2 separate regions of the Mus musculus genome follow, and region 1 is linked to region 2. A link is a contact called in public promoter capture Hi-C data. All regions are on one chromosome and are shown on one strand. The core of a region is the stretch at or near the end of the contact, and the rest is flanking DNA. Distances in the headings are between cores, read along the strand shown.

Region 1 (4,324 bases), core at 8-2,507, 2.1 Mb after region 2:
CTTGTCTGTGGTGGGACAGTTGTGTTTGTCTGTGAAGGCAACCACTGTTGTGTGACGATAAGTTAGGTGACTGCATCCTACAGGCACAGGTCTCACTCCTCTCTAGTAATCCGTGTTGATCCTTACTTTTCTGCTCAAGAATGATAATTGTCTCTATTAGCTGTGGGTGCCTAGTCATCCCATTTTGGGATCCAGTAACCATGGACACACCTTTGTAAGTGACCATTTCATTAAGTATCACCTTAATTGGCCTCTGTCATTTCTTTAGTTCTTCCCACTCCATGATTCACATAAGTTGAGCTCACATAATCAACATCAGGTATTTAAACAAACACAACAGACAAGAGTGTACTGGAATGTTGATGGGAGGAAGAAAAATGGCCGTATGGTATGTTGTCCTAATTGCAGTGCCAACACTAGGTATTCTCATATTCAGAAAACATACTCTTGACATCACTGTGGAAGAGACCTTCATGATACAATACTCATCACCAGCTATCATCAGCAGTCAACAAAAAAAAGCATCAGGTCTCAGAGTACCTCAACTGGGCTGCACAAATACATGTACTATAGTAGCCCTACACTGCAGTGGGAATTTTTTTTTTCTTCCGCTTCATCCCACATGTCATTTGAAAATACGTTGATTTTAACATCTAAGAGTTAGGGTAGGTTCCCTATGAAGTGGATGCCCGCAAGTAAAGCAATATATTTAAATGCAGCAGGCATTTGAATCCCCATGCCCCCCACCCCCATCTCAAGACAGTAATATTCGAGTCAACTTTAAAGAACACTTTAATAAGGAAAATGGATCGGAAAATATTTTTACAAAATTGTAACTCTTGTCCAGAGTTACAATGTATTGCAAAGGGAGCAAAAGTTGTTATGTCTGAGGAAAAAAAGCCATCTAACTTAGTCAATGTGTCCCTTGTGTTCTGGGTCACTGCTGCAGAGCAGAAGGCATCCAACACAGGAAAGCCGGGGTGGGCCCCAGGGCAGGAAGAGGGTGGCCGGGCTGCGGGAGGCCGAGGCAGGCGCGGGGCTCTCCAGAGCCCGGCCTGAAGCTGATCCCCGCCGTTCGCAGACCCTACTTCCAGGCTTCAGCGGAGAGCTGGCCACCTCGCAAACTCTCAACGGTACGGAGAACCGTGAAGAGCGAATCCCTGGACTTGTCCGGGCCGACGGGCTCTCGCGAGATCTCGGTCCGCGCCAGTGAGGACTCGCGAGAGGGCGGCGCCGGAGGCGGGGCACGCCGTGGCGGGAATTTCGCCTGCTTCCGGTTTCCTCTGCCCGGCGCTGCGTTCCGCGTTCTAGGTTTGCGGGGGCCTGCGGTTTTCCCGCGCGCTCGCCCGCCCCGAACGCCGCGCTGGGACTGAGGGAGACGGAGGGAGGCGGCGGGGCTGCGTGCTCCATCCGGGCCGTGCGGGGAAACCAGCCTGAGGAGGTGCGCGAGGGCCTCAAAACCCACGGCAGCCCGGAGGGAGCGAGGGCGGCGTTGGAAGGCTTGGCGGCTCCGGCGCCTGCGGGACGCCCGGAGGATTCTGGACCTGTTGCCTTCAGCTTCTCTGCTTTCACGTTGGTTTCCCCGGGTGCTGAGGGCACATTTTGGATCTCCGAGGTAGCTCCTTACCGTACTTTCAGCCTCTTGCAGCTTGTCTTCGGAGCCCGAACGTAACTGCCCGGAACCGCGGTGGCATTGCAGAGCAGGATGTAAATAATGGATGGCTGTTCAGCAGCGTCGACCTTCTTGACTGACAGCTTAGAGCTGGAGCTGGGGACAGAGTGGTGCAAACCCCCCTGCTTTTCTTGCGCTTTTGACAACAGAGAAGGAAAATTCTCTGGAGAGTCCTACCTTGCCAGTGGCGCCCTTAAGCGGTAGGTTAAAAAACAAACAAACAACAAAAAACCGAATTGAAGGTCCCCACCCCCAGCAATGTTGATTATCACCAATGTCTAACGTAGGTGCTCAGCAAGCCTCGTTTTACATACGCTTAGTATATAGAAGAACTTTCTGGATAATTGATAATCTCTTAGGAGTGGGTAGCTGGATATTTAATTTACTTAGACTGGTTTCAGAGCAGCCTAGTCTCTTGGAACTTGTATTTCCTTTTAAGGGGTAATAGTTATCTATAAGTTTTCAGTAGTTTATAAGTAGAACCTGATAGTTTTTGTTGCACGGGTTCTTTCCATCCAAAGCATCGGCATACAGAATTCATAGACACATTAGTCGAATGAATATTACAATAAAATTGCTGTTCTTGAATTATTTAGGTAATGCCCTTTGAGGAAACTTCATTAAAGAAAACCATTTTTTGTTGATTGTATGATTATACCTTGTTAATAATTTGTTAATAACCTTAAACCACATTAGGTATCTATATGATGTCATTCTTCCTAATTCGGAATATTTGGTGTTCTGAAAACCCATTTTCTTGTTCAAAGATAAATTACTGTGACCTCAGACCACTTTGTATATTGCTTGGACTCCATTTAGATTTTCCTTTTGGACACAACATAAGGTGTCAAGTAACCCCTCCCCCCCCCCCCCAACACACACACACATACACATATACATATGTGTTTGTGCGCGTCATCATGGCATGTATAGTCTGGATTCAAATGATTTAAGTCATTGTTTTCATTACAGGTTAATTTTAAATCTTGATCCATTACCAACTAATTTTGAAGAGGATACAGTAGAACTATTTGGCTTCCAATGGGTTACAGAAACAGCGCTAGTCTATTCCTGTAGAGAGCTCTTTCATTTATTCAGGTATGTATGTGTCTATTTTTAACTCTAATGCTGTCTAGTTTTATATTGCTGCTTTTCCACTACTGATTACAAAAGCAGGGAAATTGCTCTTTTTTATTGCTTTGCTGGTGGTCTTACCAGGAAACACTCAAGCAGTTATGACTGATAAATAATGGTTTTAAGGAGTTGTTTATATTGTGTATATTGATAAGCGAAATCCTTATCAATATATATGTGTGTGATTTAATCTCTAGATTAAATTAGTCTCTGATTAAATTAATCACATGTGATTCTAGAGATCTAATCTAGGTTATTGTATATGTTAGGCAAGCATCATACTACTGAGCACTGAATACCTGCACTGTGTATAATGTACATATTCTCTATATAACATATTGTATATGCATTGTTTTTGTTTCTAAGACAGGGCCTCAACTCTAGCCAATGTGTAGCCTAGGTCAATGACCTAAAACTTACACAGCAATCCTTTCTTAGTCTGTGATGCTGGGATTACAAGCATGAACCATCATAGATAAAGATTTGAACTACGTGCCATGAACCCTCATAAAGAGATGTCGGTGTATCTTTGATGTAGTAGATGCTGTCAATTTTTTTTCTTTGTAGGTCAACACAATCATGCATGAATGTTTTGAGTATCTGTATGTATTGTATACTACATGCATGTGTGGTGCCCTAGAGGTCAGAAGAGGGCATGGAATTAGAATTATGGATGGTTGTGGGCTACTACCATACATGCTGGGAACCAAATGCATGTCCTCTACGAGAGCAAAAAGTGCTCTTAGCTGCTGAGCCATCTCTCCAGCCTTGTGTTATTTATTGAGAGAACAAGCTGAGCAAGTTTTCTGTAATTGTAAACATTGTAGTGAGATGGGTCTTTAAGAGAGTTTCAAGGCAGATAGGAATGATGAAATGGGATTGCCATCAGGGATTAAAGCGAGGCATCCTAATAGCTTTACATACATACATATATATATATATCATTTATGTATCTGTTTTGCTTTGCTTTTTTGTCACTGTGATTAAAGACCATGACAAAATGCAGCTTGTGGAGAAAAGGCTTTATTTGGCTTACTGGTTTCACTTCATCATCAGGAGAAGCCAAGGTGGAGCCTAGATGTAGAAACTGAAGCATAGACCAGGAAGGAATGCTGCCTTCTGACTTGCTCCCCATTGCTTGCTCGGCCTGATATACTATCTAGGACCACCTACCCAGGGATGGCACCATCCCCAGTAAGCTGGGCTTCCCATAGCATACAATCATGAATCAAGAGAAGGTCCTTAGATTTTACTATAGGCAAGTTGATGGAGGCGCTTTCTCAAGTTAGGGTCTTCTCTACAGGTAACTATTTTGTATCAAGGTAACTAGGTATTAATAAGGACAGTAATCCTTTTCATTTTCTGAACCACTATACAAGCTGTATGATACAATTTAACATAAAACTTAACCCTAGAATGTTTTTTTTCCATTTTTTATTAGGTATTTAGCTCATTTACATTTCCAATGCTATACCAAAAGTCCCCCATACCCACCCACCCCCACTCCCCTACCCACCT
Region 2 (4,783 bases), core at 1,907-4,406:
TGAGATGATCATGTAGGCCACTTGTCTAAAGGTATGGAATGCAGCCATGCATACATGTCCTTTCCATGTGCCTGTGACCTATCCTTTCTACCCAGAGAAAAACCACTTGGTATTATTTCCATGTCTCTGTAGATACAAGTGAATAAATATAATATTCTTCTTCATCCATACAATAATTAGTGCTCAGGTTGTTTTGTAGCCGACTTGTTTCACTATGTAGCAGTGAAGCAGACCACGCGTTGCTTTTTTCCTGTAGCTGCATGTAAAGTGTCCCATCTGTGTGCCCTGTTAATTTACTACTCCTTAGCTGATGGGTGCTTAGCTTTTGCCACTCTTCTGCTATCGTAAACATTAATGCAGAGAAGAAAGTTTCCATTCATCACTTCACTTCTCTGTAAGTCTTTGTGTGAGATAGATGCCCCCAGAAGAATTGCTTGGCCAAAGAGACATGTATTTGTATGGAGCCAGATTTCCCTCTAAAGGGTCTATGCCTGTTTATATTACCACAAGAAATGTAAATGTGGGCAAGCTTTGCTGAAATGCTCACAGTGTTAATACCTTTCATAGTTTTGTAATTAATTTGGTGAAAATGTTTTTGTTATTTTTATTAAGATTCTTTGTCTCTGAGGTTGAATAGCTTTTCCTATATCAAGGCACCATTTATGTATCCTTTCCTTTGATTATCTGATCATTTGTGTATTCTTTTGTTACTTGTTGATCTCTCCATTTTAGATCTTCATGTTAATATTAGGAGACGCCGTCATTGAACATTTTAGTGTCTATCATGTGCTGTGTGGTTTTGTGCCTGTTGAGGATGCATCAACAATGTACATAATAAAAACCTTTGCCCTGTGAGCTCGTTCTAGCTGACAGTGCTTCACAGGCACCCTTCACAGGTACCAGTGAATTGTGGGGCCCCAGCAGGTAGTGTAGGAGAGGTGAAGCACAGGGCAGCCCCCCCACCCCCAACACACACACACTGCTGGCTGGCCTCTCTGTCCTGAGTGCCAAGGAACATGTTTCAACCCTGCCAAGAAACAAATACAGAGGTCAGCTCAACTATTGCTGGAAATTGCTTTGATAATTTATTGTGTATAGTGTTGTTAATAAATTATTAAAAACACAAAACCATCATCTTATATACAGACTTCTTTCCTGAAAGGAAAAAACTAACTGCAGGAATTTGGACAGAATCTTTTCTCATGTGGGAATTATTTATAATATTCTGTCATTCTTTATCATCCTTATAAAGTTACCCACATTTTAAACACTGTGAACAGATCTGAGATTTATGACACAGACGAGGCCTTTTCTCTCATCCCAGGTACTGCTGCATAGCTGATTTCATTGTGTAATATTAAAACTTAATTTGTAGATGCCTCTGATTTGCTTTATTGATTTTAGCTTTATTTCTCAGAAAACACCATTAAAGTTTAGGAGAAAAGGCATCAGATGAGTGTGTGTTCCTGCAAAACAAAACCTCTGTTTTGTTTTGGTTTTTGGAGACAGTTTCAGCCCCACGCTGTCCTGGAACTCACAGCAGTCCCCCTCCTCCTTCCTCTCAGTGCTGGGATTACTTAGCTCCAAGAAGGCATTTTTAAGTGTTACTGATTGTGAGCTTAAGAGATGCTTCATCATCTAAAAGGAAGATTAAAAGGTTCTTACAGATTCAGTAACTGTTAATGTTTTGGTGAGTTTCTTTAGACAGTGGGAAACATTCATTGGGCATCCTTTCTCTGCTGGGAACAAAACAAAGAACCACACAAAGATGGCTTTTGTTCTGAGCTACAAACCACCCTGGAAGTGGACTGTGACATTTAAGGGACATGTCCTGGCTAGGGGAAGCCAATGTGCCTGTGGCTCTCGGAACGTCAATAGAGTGGTTTCCTCAAGGAAGTGAATTCACTCAGGTTGAGGGTGGCTCAGCTGGAGGGCTAGGAAAAGTGGAGAAGGATGACACCTTCCAAGCTTAGATCAGAGTTGAAGAAGTGAGAGAAGCCCAAGCTCCATTAGGGGCAGCAAAATAAGATGGATTGAAGACGTAAACTAGGGGTTTCTGGAATTAGAGATCTCAGAGCTGACTTGGCACTGGCTTTCTAGAAGCTACAGTGAGACTCATGTGTAGTCATTTACTGTGGAAGATACCAACAAGGAGAGGGGACATTCAGAAGAGAAGGGTACAATTCTGTGTGGTTTCATCTCCTATTCCAGCCTGACTACCTGTCAGTCCTAGCATGGGCTGTAGGAATAGAACGAGGACCGACAAACCTGGCTACATGCTGCTCAGGAGCCCAGGATAGTTTTCTTAACAGGCTGGCAGATGAATGTTCCAGGGAGCAAACCAGAACTGTCTGGAGGATAAATACAAGACACCAGGGTCTGCGAGTGGGAGAAAGGAGTCAGCTACTGCCAACTATATTATATGGTAATTGACAGAGCATTCACTTTGCTTAATACACAGGCATTAGAAGACAAATGAAGGAGCAATACCATTTATCACCAAATTACTACCACTTATATCCAATTAACATGAGTCTTGAATGAAGAACAATTTTACAGTAATGTGTGTATCTTTGTGTATATGTAAGAAGGTACAGTTTCTTTCCTTGTAGTTGGGAGAGCTCTGGACTGTTGCCGTATATTTAACTGAATACTTTTGTGGCATTTAGGAGTTGAAACGAGTTCGAGAGTGTTGGAGAGTTCAGGAATTTTATGTAGGAAATGAGCTTCCTATTGTCTTAAACATTCAAAGATATAAAAGCCATGCTTTCATAGTTTTTGTGACTTTGTTAGCCAACAGTATAGGAAATCACAGGCAGTTCTACTGATTTTGGTGTCTTTTTGGCTTTTTGCTTAGTGCTTCTTAAAGGAAAAGGAAAGAGGTAGAACAAAGTGATCTGTGGCTGAGGATTGGAGAATAGGCTGGCTCAGGGTCACACTTTAGAAGAGAGAGAAAGAAGGTGAGGAGGAAGGCAGAAAATGACAAATTGATGTCGTACTAACGCAACCAGGATAATGTTATTTGGGGAGTAATGTTTACTGATTTGCTTCTTTGTTTTTCCAGCGCTCAAAACACTTTGATAAATCAGTGACATTAGGAAAGCCGAGCAGCAGTGGCTGCCATGGAAGAATTTCCTGCCAAAGGAAGTTGCTTAAGCAGTGGTTTCATGAATTGCCGAATCCTGGTTCCCTTAACCTTGTAGACCTGGGATGGTGATTTTATCAAGAAGTCAGAATTGAAAGACCAGGCCTTTCACACAGAATGGCAGCGTGTTACTTTCTAGTTAGTGATGGGCTGGACTGTTGTCTCTTAAGAACAAAGGCAAGCCCTTTTATTTGATGGGTTTTGTTTTTAGTCTTCAGAAGAGAATCTTCAAAAGATATCAGATAAGGGGGTGGTATTTATGGTTATAGAAGCTGTACGAGTCCCCCTGTTAATGTGGCTTGTTTTGTGGTTTATGGCGTCCTTGGGGATGAGGTTACTAGAATTCCCGTGGGGGAATCTACTTCTGAGTGTATCCAAAGGGAAGGAAATCACCTCCCCAAAGCGGCTGTACTCCCGTGTCCTCCGCAGCACTGTCCACAATAGCTCAATATAGATTCAGCCTCAGTGCCCATCAGCAGAGGAATTGATAAAGTAAATGCAGCATGTCTGCTCAATGGATATTAGCCAACAGTAAAGAAGTATACAATTTTTGTCATTTGCAGCAAAATGGGTGGGCATTACGCGTTCTTCAGTTAAGTGGAATAAGCCTGACATAGAGAGACCAGCATCCCATGTTCTTTCTCATGTTGGAGTAGTTCAGGAATTGTATGTAGGAAATGAGCTTCCTAAGTCTTAAACAGTCAAAGATTTAAAAGCCATGCTTTCGTAGTTCTTGTGACTTTGTTAGCCAACAGCATAGGAAGTCACAAAATAAGAACAACCTAAAAGGAGACTAGCGACTGTTAGAGATTGAGATTACTATTATGGGGGTAAGGGGTAGATTAGGAAGCCTATGTTTCATCACTGTATATTGCATACAAATTTGAAATATCACATCAAATTCCCTGAAAAGAAAAAAAATTTAAAAGAATTCTCACTGAACTTATGCTTTGATTCTTGATGGTAGGAATGGACCATAGATTCCTTCTCTTTTCTCTCAGGGTTGGGGCTGTATGTTCTTCTTAGTTCCTTTTTGGCATATGTAAAGACTATCAGAATGCATATCAGTGGCTTCCTCTTTTAGATTTCTTCTTGAGTTTTATAAAATTGTGTCTATTGCAGTTTCTATACGCCTTACTCTAGTTATTTTTACTTAGGGTCAAGGAACTAAATAGTCTGTTATATAATGGAAACAGTATTATTAGATACTATGCCAAAAATTTAAGTATTAACCAGTGAATTATAAATTCCATCATCAGGAGATATGGCTCACTTTGACATTAGAGATTACAGTAAACAGTTGTGATCCTTTCAGTGGTCATTCTTTTATTCTGCATGCTATAAGCTCTTTGGGAAGCAATTTTTAAAATATTATATATTGAGAGTTAAAATATACTTTCTTCCCCTTTTATTAAAATAGATTCTTTTCTCATACAATACACTCTGATTTCAGTTTCCTCTCCCTCTGTGCCTCCCAGTTCTTCCCCACCTCCCTGTTATCTGGATCCACTCCTTTTGTTTCCAATCATCAAAAGAATAGGCTTCTAGGAGATAATTATAAAAGTATAACAAAATAAAATATAGTACAATAAGATGGAACTATCTTATCAAAGTTTGAGAAGAAAAATCAACAGAAGG

What was found. Promoter capture Hi-C pulls out the DNA fragments that hold promoters and counts their contacts.
Region 1: a contact with region 2 is called in a promoter capture Hi-C map of liver, with 8 times the contacts expected there. The contact joins the promoter of Mms22l here to the enhancer-like site in region 2. A contact is called at or near these places in 3 of 39 promoter capture datasets (hippocampal neurons, liver and pre-B cells), 1 of 484 Hi-C or Micro-C datasets (CD4 T cells), 4 of 115 datasets of contacts at active chromatin or transcription factors (embryonic forebrain, embryonic stem cells, large pre-B cells and 1 more) and 2 of 9 other capture datasets (adipose tissue and liver).

The regions. Positions count from the first base shown.
Region 1 is chr4:24,495,194-24,499,517 of GRCm38.p6, forward strand. It overlaps Mms22l (MMS22-like, DNA repair protein), which reads left to right and starts at 1,258. Exons shown (of 24, transcript NM_199467.3): 1 at 1,258-1,872; 2 at 2,645-2,770. The coding sequence starts at 1,715.
Region 2 is chr4:22,377,720-22,382,502 of GRCm38.p6, forward strand. The region is part of intron 3 of Fbxl4 (F-box and leucine-rich repeat protein 4); the gene reads left to right. Among named protein-coding and RNA genes, the nearest start is that of Gm24607, 16 kb to the right of the region's middle. Within about 2 kb of position 3,157, at least 25 of the 459 cell types and tissues checked have an H3K27ac peak or open chromatin away from gene starts, as enhancers often do. A contact at or near this core is called in adipose tissue and liver, where this site is marked.